2 separate regions of the Rattus norvegicus genome follow, and region 2 is linked to region 1. Evidence: chromatin contacts called from public Hi-C data. All regions are on one chromosome and are shown on one strand. The core of a region is the stretch at or near the end of the contact, and the rest is flanking DNA. Distances in the headings are between cores, read along the strand shown.

Region 1 (5,346 bases), core at 2,106-4,605:
GAAGAGGGCATCAGATCTCATTACAGATGGTTGTGAGCCACCATGTGGTTGCTGGGATTTGAACTCAGAACCTCTGGAAGAGCAGTCAGTGCTCTTAACCTCTGAGCCATCTCTCCAGCCCTCTCCCTACTTTCTTTAGTGTGCTGATGAGTTTTGTACACTGAAGTCCCTAGAAAAGGAAGCGGCAGTGTTTTTCCCCCCCTGCTGCCTTGTCATAAATGGCCACCTTTCAAACAGCCTGAGGAGGGACAGTGTTGCCTAAATTGGAGTTGTGGACTGATAAGGACAAAAAGACAGTCTTTGAAGCAGAGCAGTGAATCGAGGGCATTGGGTGCCATCCTCCTGTGCTCCGTCAGTGCCCAGGGCTGGTCCACCATGGATGCTGCCATTGAGAAGAGAGCAGAGCAACCAAAACCAGTGGGCGTTCCCTTGTGGTGGGAGGTGGGATGCTAATAGTACAAGCAGGAGAGCTGCCACAGGACTAAAGGTTGGTGGGGTGGGGAGGCTTTCTGATAACAAAACAGGAAGAAAATTGGTTGTGTTGGCACAAGCCTGTGCTCTCAGCCTTCGGGAGGTACATGTATCAGGAGGATCAGAAGTTTAAGGTCATGCTTGACTACAAAGCAAGGTCAAGCCAACATGGATTATACAAGATCCTGATTTTTTTTTAAATCTTTTTGTTTATTTAAAAAAAAGTCTAAAAAGCTCAGAGCAAAGTTGAGAAGGAGTGGAAAGAATGGAAAAGAGCTGGAGAACAGAGAGGTGTGTGGCAAAAAGACATGTTCTGGACAGAACGCTGACCATTGCACTATTGAACTCACCGTAGCTGTGGTTAACTGCACAAGCTTGCTCAAGATTGGGCCTCTCCACACCTCATCATGGAAGGAGGAAGGGCCCATGAGAAACCAGCTCTCCCTGGGGGAATGCTGAGAGTTCACGGTGGCTGGGGATGGGCTGTCATTTATTTAGGGTTGTAGCCATTCATCTGTTACCCTTGATCTGGTAAATAACCTCCGTTGTGTTTATGGGAACATCCTAGCTCAACCCTAAAAAGCATGAAAGTAGGAAGGAGATAAGAAAGGGAGGATTTTAGCAGGAGAAGGAGGGGGACATGGGAGAGGATATATGTAGCAATGATTGAAATTCATCATATGCATGAACTGTCCAAGAGAAAAAAATTAAAAAGTAGGATAAGAGAGGTGGCCCAGCAGTTTAAAGTATCAGCTGTTCTTGTAGAAGAGGACCCAGGTTCAGTTCCCAGCACCCACAGGCAGCTGACTATTGTAACTCCAATTCCAGAGGGTTCACCCACCCTCTTGTGGCCTCTGTGACACTGCACAGTGATGGTGCACAGACATACATGCAGGCAGAAACATCCACACACACGAAAATAAGAAATTTAACAACATTTAAAAATGAAAGAGGGGGGTTGGGGATTTAGCTCAGTGGTAGAGCGCTTGCCTAGCAAGCGCAAGGTCCTGGGTTCGGTCCCCAGCTCCAGAAAAAAAAAAGAAAAATAAATGAAAGAGGGACAGGAGGGAATAGGCTAAAGTAATGGTTTAGATACAGAAAAAAAGGCCAGCGAGGTTGAGACAAGTCATGGGCTTTCGTTGTTTTGTACTCTCTCTCTCTCTCTCTCTCTCTCTCTCTCTCTGCGTGTGTGTGTGTGTGTGTGTGTGTGTGTGTGTGTGTGTGTGTGTGTGTGTATGAATGTCATGGAGTAAAAACAAAAGAGGAGTTTGGCTCACATTGCTACCGGCACTTCCCAAGGTCGCATTGACTGAAGGCTCGCCATATATTTGTGGTTCATTTATTGCTCACTTTAGCTCGAAACATATTATCTCACACAAATCCATGAGGAAACTACAGTTAAAAAATAACTTTCTAGAAGGTCACAAAAGTTAGCAAAGTGACAGTTAAGAGCCCTTGTTCTTTAGGGCCACACCTGACTGCTGCGCTCCAGGAAGCTTGGTGGGTGCCAGGCAGCCACAGAGGACCTGTTCTGTCCTGCTCTTCCTGAGTGCAGAGCAGAGAGTTTGGAGGACACCTGTTGCTGTCCTCAGGCTCTTCTGTGTCTCGGGAAAGAATCCCAGGTAGACGTCCTGGGATACTAAGCTAGACATAGACACAGAGAGGTCGTACTAAGAAGAGGAAACCATTCCTGAGAATGGGAGTGAGCTCTTGAGCTGGGGAAAGGCCTCAAAATCACTGGGCCAGGGAGCCTCATGACCCTTCATAAGTCATTTGCATAGAAACCGCTCCTCCACTCCCACATTTCTATGTTACAAGCTTATTTTTTCCTTTTCTCCCAATCATGTAGCCCAGGTAGGGAAGGGTTTGCAGGCTTTTAGCCAGATGGCTTCTTTAGTTGTGAGTTTTGTTGTCCTTCTCTCTAGTCTCCATCTCCCGAGACACCACTTTCTTTGAGAAACATGAGAAGAACGCCAGAACGATGGAGGTGCCAGTGGCAATCTGTGATGTTGGGCTGTGGTCCCACCAGCTACCGGCATCTCCTGCTGGCCATATTCCCTTAGGGGAGGTCTTCACATGTGTCCTCTGGCTAATCTGAGAGAGCAGGCTGCCAGCTCTAATGTGGTACAGCCTCATCTGTGTAAGGGAGTGGAAATGCCCTTGAGAGTAGCATACAGGGTGACCATGTACCTGTCAGGCACGCAGAGCCTCCCTACGGAAGACCTCTAGTCATCAAATGGCCTCAGAGGATGTTGATGGGTGGCCCCTCAGAAAGCCAAGGCAATGACAAAGGCCACATAGAACCAGATATCTGAGTAGAAAAATTTATCCTGACAATGGACCGCTTTCGAGTCACCCTATGCCCTTGGCCACGTGGCTGGAACTTGTCCACCACAGACAGCATGGCACATCGGGAGAAGTCAGCTATGGGGTATAGGCATGAGGAAAACAGCTTAGCAATCAGAGCTTTCAAAATCCATTTAGTTCATGCTCCAAAGTCCGGGGCTGGAACTGACAGCAACTTCCTCCCTAGTTTCTGTAACGGTCAAATAATAGCACTGAGCCATTAAGCCTTTTTGAGGCTAAGACTCCGGAAGACTGTTAAGAGAAGCCTGCAAAAAGACTTGACTTCATTGTAGAGCTTTTCTTTCTAGTGAATAGTTAGCAGCACAATACCTACCCGCGGTACTTAGAGTTTAAGTATAGTGATCTGAAGCAGAGAGATATTTAAGAGGCAGTTCCTTTAGAGGTAGAGAGCGGAGAGAAAAAAAAAAAAATCCCTGTTCACATTCTCTGTTCTAAAAGCTGGGGATAAGGATAATGAACTCTGCTGGGTGGGTGCAGGCCAATTAGTCGGAAGTCTGTAAACCTCCCCAGTCTTATCAGGGCTTTGCTGCGGGTGGAGAGTGGGCAGCCCATCCTGGTGACTTTGCATGTGAAACTAATTGCCCTAGAAAGGTCGGGAATTTGATCTTCCATCAAATCCGCCAGCCCTTTAGATCCCTTGACAATCTTTGACTATTTACATCTCAAGGTTAAAGCAGGCTGTTGCTTTCTGGATTCTAATCAGCTATGAAAACTTTTGATCTTCTCTGAAAAACACAAACACACACACACACACACACACACACACACACACACACACACACACTTTGCAAAAGACCTCTTCAGAGAGTTGAAAAGGGGACGGTGGCTTTGCTGGAAGTGCACCACTGGTGTGGTTTAGCAGTTGTTTTTTTTCCTTCTTAGGGCTCTGTGAGAGAGCCTGGAATATCCAGTAATGTTTCTGAGTTTCCTCTACCAAGTGCAGTCAGGATTTTGTCATAGCCCTCTCTATGCAGAAGGGGTGTTTGGTCATGATAAAATACTTGTTTCAAAGGGGGCCTAGAACTCAATGGGGCAGTTTAGCCCTGCATGGGCAAGTCCCCTGTTCCACCCACACACTGCAAAAACAAACAAGTAACAAGTACAAAAGGATGGTCCCTGCAAAGTCCCCTGGGAAAGCTCTGGTTTTTAGTAGCTTATAGATTCACAATAAGCTTTGCGAACATGTTTTTAAAGGAGATGTGGGTGGAGTGGTTAAGGGACCTATAGGTTTTTAAGGGGATGCTATCTTACTGTGGTATTTTAATGACACTACGCTTTTTGTGGTAGGGGTTGGGGCAAGTGTCCCATTGCTGAGTTACACCTAGCTGGATACTGGATACTCTGCAGTGACATCGTCTTTCTAGGAGGAGGTGTCTTGCTCTGTAGCCAAGGCTCTCCTCAAACCTGCCAACTTCCTGCTCCCTCATTGCTGTTCATCCCACAATTACCCGTCCCCCTCTCTTCCTCTTTTTTTTTTTTTTTTTTTAAACAAAGCCTAATGTAGCACAGGCTGGCCTCAGCTTGCTCTCTAGTCAATGATGACTCAGAGTTGCTGATCTTCCTTCCTCTAACCTCCCAAATGTGAGGGGAATTCTAGGTTCCTTTCAAGTTCTCAGTCTCACTCACACAAAGATTTAAAAACAGACTCAGAAGGGAGTCGGAGGACAATTAGAGATTGGGCGAAAGGTGACTGGGTAGTCAAGTGTAAATGTCAGCAGCTGTGAGAGAAAGGAGAGAGACCAGAGGAGCAGAGAAAGTCATGTCTTTTTGAGTTAGGGTCTGAGACAGCTGGCGTGTTCAGCGACGGAGGGAGAGCTGTATAAAACTGCATGGTAGATGGAGCGGGGCCTTCGGAGAAGGAGTGATGAAGCACGGAGCTGTAGGGCAAGCGCACTCAGGCTTTTGGCCAGCATCTGATAGAGATAAAAGAAGAAACAGGCTTGGCGCAGGACTGCAGATCCAAGTTTAGAGGCCATCTTATTCTGGGCTCTTGTGGTCCAGGGCACCAGAATGATTGGGCCGAAGACACGTGGTTAGAGACAGAAATATACTTTATTAAGAAAGGAAAACCACTGCCCAGAACAGAAGTGGGCTAGTGAGTGGAGAGAAAAAGCCACAACAGGGGGAGGGTGCAGAGCCTATTACAGTGCATTTCTATGCCCTGCTTCTTCTGTCTGTACAGCAAGGGCTTTTCTCGAGCATGCTCTGTTCTTTGGAGGAAGCCCAGGTTTGGAAGGGCTTCCAGTCTTCCACCAGAGTGGTCCGGGGCGAGCATGCTCCGTTTCTTCCGCGACCCCTGAGGTGGCGAAAGGCTTCCTTCTCTCTATAAACATCTTTAGAAGTTCATTTTAATGTTTCAGACTCTAGGCCCGTCTCTCCTGCCACGCAAGTGTTGAGATCACAGGCATATGTTACCACACCCGTCTTCACTACAGTGCGTTTCTTTTATGATCTAATTGGGGTAGTGTGTGTTTGCACAGCTGAGGATAGAATCCAGGACCTCACAAG
Region 2 (5,346 bases), core at 815-3,314, 69 kb before region 1:
AAAGGCTGGGAGCTGAAGGCCTGCATGTTGGAGCAGTGTGTGTTTAGCAGAGATGGCAGAGATCCAGAAATTTAAGAATTTCCTCATTTCCTTAACTGAAAAACGACAGGAGCCATTAAAACATAGCGTTGGGTATAAAGGGCGTCCACAGAAGGATCAGATGCTGTTACTGGGACAGCAGAAGACTAATACTTTCATGAGCATGCTGTTTTAAAGCTATTTTTTCAATAAAACTGCTGCTTTCAAAAATGATCAAAATGAAGTTGATAACATAAAGAACTCTGAATAAAAAAAAAGGCTTCATTAAGTCAGAAACAACTGAAACTAACAACAAAGACGCCCGTATAGCACAGCCTCATCCCGCACCCACTTAAAAGCACCAATTTCTAAAAAGGCAAATATAGCTTTGGACCCTTGTTGTTTGGATAGCCTCCATCTAGGACCGATTCTTAACATTAGCAACCTTCTAGAAATGAAAAACAATTCCCTTTAAAAATGGAAATTAAAAACAACTAATAGCTTAATTCTAAATCTTCCCAGGGCTGACAGAGATGTCCTTGTTGAATTCAGTCACTAGAGGGGGCCCTGTAGTCAGTTTTTGGACACAGAAACTCCAAGGAAATGTCTGAACTTGGCTTTGCTGAAGAGCAGAAAAGCAGGGTTCCCAGAACTTGGGCAACTGCCAATCAAGTAGTTTTTACCCTTGTAGCATAAAAACATGTTTTACTAGAAAATATACACCAAGAAAAAGGGAAGTGTGGACACAACGCAGGTCCAGCTGTGAACGCAAGAGCAATGTGGTAGCAAGTGCTTTCCCCACTCTGCCTCTTCTTCCAAATTGGGTCAGATGGGTTTGCATCTTCACAGAACCATCCTGTAGTCTAAGCTACAACTTTGTTCACCCCAAGATCACGGAGTACCAAGACCCCCTGTTCTGTTAGATTCAGGTGACAGTTAAGACAGAAAGGCAGTCAGAAACAGACCCAATAACTTCGCTCCAAGCAACAGTTTCAAATAATACTGTTTTCTTTATACTTCTTCCTATTGTCCCAGTTCATCCTGATGAGCATTATTACACTCTAAGGGAAACAATAAAGTACTACTAAAATGCACATCAAATTCTGTACCACAGCTGACTACATTTTAACCACTTTATAGGTTAGGACATTCGGATGAACAACAGGGACATCATTACACGCTGTGGGCCTTGGTTTGCATAGTAGGTGCTGTGGCACAGTAACTGAAGTGTGTGCACCAATGTTGTGTGAACCAGCACTGAACAATGTAAATACCTACAACTCAACATTTTAAACCCGAACTGAGAATAAAATCCACATTTAAGTCACCTCTTACTGCTCTGTACGCCTGAAGAACTTCCAAAGGACAGCGGATAATCCACTTTTGTGAAACAGTTCTGCTCCCTGATAAATGCCAACCTTTGCACTGGTGTAGCCACACTCCGGAAACACCCACACTTGGGAGACAGAGGTAGCAGGATCAAGAGATTGAAGGCAGCCTGGAATATCCAGCAAGCCCCTGCTTCAGAAAAAGGTTTCTTTAAATGCCGCAGCACTGTAACACAGGACATCAAGTGCAGTAGGCATTGATCTGCTCAAGGAACTTTGTGTTGAAATCTCCTCTAAGTTACTGCCTCTTTTTTGTTGGTTTGTTTGTTTAACATATATTAAATACAAAGTATCTGATGAAGAAGAAAGACAGCTCAGATGTTAAGAACACTTTCTGCTCTTGCAAAGGAGGGAATTCAGTTCCCAATGCTCATGTTGGGCTATCTGTGCACAAGCTCCTGGAGCTCCAGTTAGAGGGGCCTGATACCTTTTTCTGACCTATTTTGGCACCAAGACACATATATAAATAAAGAGTAAATCTTTTCTTAGCAAGAGATAAAAAGTAAATTTTCCCCTCTCTTAGACACTGTGTTCTCTGTCAGTGTCACACACAGAGGCAAGAGAACAACTTCCAGCAGCAGGCCCTGCTTCCACCAGGGGGATCTCTAACAACACACTGCTAGTGAGAACTAGACTTCCTGAACAAACCCTAACATGCCTGACAGATGAAAACACTGTCTACCTTCACCGTCTGAACAATGTTAAAGACTCCAGACAGTGGGAGTAGTCTGTGAACACTGTTATTTTCTCACTATGGTCTAGCAAATATATACAACCAATTGCATTTTTTTTTTTTGTCAAAATGAGACATCTTTGTGGGCAGTACACTTTAACTCAACAACTCTACAGTTTACAGAAACCATGTGTGCATGTTAAGGATACCAACTGAGGCCAGAAGAGGGCATTGGATCCCTGGAATTAACTCAAGTTATTCTGATCTGTACAGTGAAACACAGTAAGAGGCTTGGCTATGTGACTTGTGCCCAGCTATGTATAGCAGATTTGGGTCATGACAGAACTATAAACTATGTTTTTGCTACAAATTTCTCAGTTGTTTATTATAAATTAAAACTTTGAACAGAATGTCTAATAAGAAATCATTGTGCTTTAGAACTCATCACAGAGGTAAATGCAATGTCTAAGTATAATTTATCAGTCACTGACATGAGCTGATTACAACATCTAATACTTTTTCATCTGGTTCTAAACTGTCATTCTCTACAAATGCCAAAAGTGAGAAATAAGCATTCCAAGCTGGCCAGGTTAACCCGTGCCTGTTATTCCAGCACACAAGTCATCCTGGATTATGCACAGGAAGATGTTGTCTGGAAGGCGGAAGGAAGGAAGGAAGGAAGGAAGGAAGGAAGGAAGGAAGGAAGGAAGGAAGGAGGGAGGGAGGGAGGGAGGGAGGGAGGGAGGAAAGAAGAGAGGGAGGGAGGGAGGGAGGTAGGAAAGAAGAGAGGGAGGGAGGGAGGTAGGGAGGGAGGGAGGGAGCGAGCATTTCAAAACCCTCTATTTTCAACATGTGCATTCAAGAAATGTGTTCCCTTGTTTATAAGATCACATACCTAACACTCTAGGAAAATTCCCACTATTTTGTGTCAGTGTAGAGGAAGCAACACTAACCAAGTTCATGTATAAATTTCTGAGATTCATGAAAACCAATGTGTTCCACTCTGTCTAAAGTTGTCCTAAAATATAACTAGAAGTCCTGTTCCCACAAGCCACCAACTTTCTGATTTAATCTGGCAAGTTTTCAGGGAAATCCTTGAGTAATTTATGAAACAGATGTGCAAAGAAATGACATCAAAGGGACAAGCCAAGAAAAACATCCTGGTGTCAGCAGCTAAGCTATGAGCTATGGGAAGACACATTTCCCTTTCCTCACTGCAGGGGTGAGCAGCACTGACCAAGACAAGCCACTGGACAGCAGCCATTCTCAGGCCTTGCTTGGCTGCAGGAACTGATCCAGGACACAGTCAAAGAAGACACTGCACACTCTCGTGTGTTCATGATGCTTCCTTGTTTTTCACAGCCACTCTCAGCAAAGACCAAAGCCATACATAGATTTGTCCCGTCAGTGACTTAGTAAGTTACTAAGATGTGAATTTTTGTCTCTGGTACGCACCTACTGTTAGGGTCTCTAAACAAATCACTGGTATGCCTCAGTTTCCTCATTTAGAAGGCCCTTATATCGCTATCAAGGTAACTAAATAACATGTGCAAGGCAGTTAGCAGAGTTGATACCACTGTTTCTAGGTGAGTCTTTCATTCTAGATAGGACGTATGCATTGTCTATAAACACTCTACTGGCTCACCTGTGGAAGTCCTGGACCCTGATGGTGGCAGTATTTTAGGAGATTCTAGGAACTACAGAAGAGAAGTCCTCTCTGGAAGAAATTAGTCACCGGGGAAGATTCTTGTGCCTGAATTGTTCACTCTCTCTACTAGTTACCATACTGTGAACCTCTGTGCTCCCTCTCCTCCTTGCCACAATAGGTTGGCACTAACTACTGAGACCATGAGCCAAAGAGCCCCTTCCTGTCTGGGTTGTCTCTCAGGTCAAAAAGACAGAGAACCTAACCCTAACCCCTTATGAGGAGGGACCATAATATACACGTGCTTATCCAACTGTCTCACAAACAAATCATTAGCAGGGTGCTGGAGAGAGAGCTTTCTGGTAAGCAGTGCATCCTGTTCTCTAACAGGGTTCTCCATAACCCTGTCAGGCAACTCACAGATACTTGTAACTCCTGGCACTGATATCCTCCTCTGGACCTAGTGGGCAACTGCACTCACACCCACAACTGTAAACAGACATGCATGCACATAATCGAAAGTTAAACTCAACTTTTAAAAAGTTGTAATTAGCAGAGGCTGACAGTGTGGTTTGGTGGTACAGACCAATGTCCTGGGTTCAATCCCCACCATCAAAACTAACCAACACCCAAAGTAGCAGAATTCTGAGCTTTTAAAACCTCCAAACCAATATCCATGTTATTACTCCTTGTGGTATTTGGCTGAGCAAGGGGGCTGTAAGTGCCACAAAACCTGGTTTCCTTTCCAAAGACATCAACTATTGTAGGAAGAGGAATCTGGGATCACTGGTTCTTACTGGTTTGTTTAGAACTTTGTTCACTCCCTAGAAGGAGTGCTGCTTTTATGACTTAGGCAAGCTTAAAGAAAAGCCATTGCCACATAGGCTAGTGTCATGACACGACAGTTACTGTTTTCCAGAGAGGCACCTTGCCAGCAACGACTGGGAGGTCAAGCTCCTCAAAGCTAGCAAAGCGGAGCGGATTACACACAAAAGCAGAATAAAGAGTAACTCCCGAGTGGGTAAAATTTAACTCTCAAGAAATCCCTACCCCATAAAGCATTCTCACAAAGAAAAATTATATGAACACACACACACACACACAAACACACGCACACGCATGCATGCACACGCGCACACTCATAGAAAAACTCAAATAACCAAATACCATTTGTGGTATCAAAGCTCCAAACAAAACAAAGGTAGAGTAGTAGGTAGAGTAGGGTGATGGGTGATGACTATTCTGTTCAGTATCATGAAAAAAAATGGAAAAAAAAAGAAAATGAAAAAAATGAACTTTTTTTAAAAATAGAAAGTCCCATTTTCTATGCAAGTGTTCGATGGCTGGACAGACACAGTTGTGTTGGGAACCAGCCAGCTCCTCGTCTGCAGATGAAGACTGTGTCCACTGCTCTCATCCTTTGGCCAGAACATCTGGCTATGACAGAACACTCATCCCTCGGGATGACAGTCACAACCCTGAGCATTTCTGTCTCCACCCTTTAAAAGCTCGTATGTTTCCCGGTAAAGATCTTAACTCATCTTCTCTTCTCTGTAGCAGTGGTCTACCCAGTCCTGGGAAACTGTCACCGGGGACTGACAGGGGCTCCTCCAGAAAAGAGT

Evidence for each region. A called contact is a pair of places that touch in the nucleus more often than the background predicts.
Region 2: a Hi-C map of liver shows a contact between it and region 1, with 3 times the contacts expected there. The contact joins two enhancer-like sites. A contact is called at or near these places in 7 of 12 Hi-C or Micro-C datasets (the A7r5 cell line, hepatocytes, kidney and 3 more).

What each region holds. Positions count from the first base shown.
Region 1 is chr10:30,752,515-30,757,860 of GRCr8, reverse strand. No RefSeq gene overlaps it. Among named protein-coding and RNA genes, the nearest start is that of Clint1, 45 kb to the left of the region's middle. Within about 2 kb of position 3,355, at least 4 of the 93 cell types and tissues checked have an H3K27ac peak or open chromatin away from gene starts, as enhancers often do. A contact at or near this core is called in liver, where this site is marked.
Region 2 is chr10:30,820,184-30,825,529 of GRCr8, reverse strand. The region is part of intron 1 of Clint1 (clathrin interactor 1); the gene reads right to left. Among named protein-coding and RNA genes, the nearest start is that of Clint1, 23 kb to the right of the region's middle. Within about 2 kb of position 2,064, at least 9 of the 93 cell types and tissues checked have an H3K27ac peak or open chromatin away from gene starts, as enhancers often do. A contact at or near this core is called in liver, where this site is marked.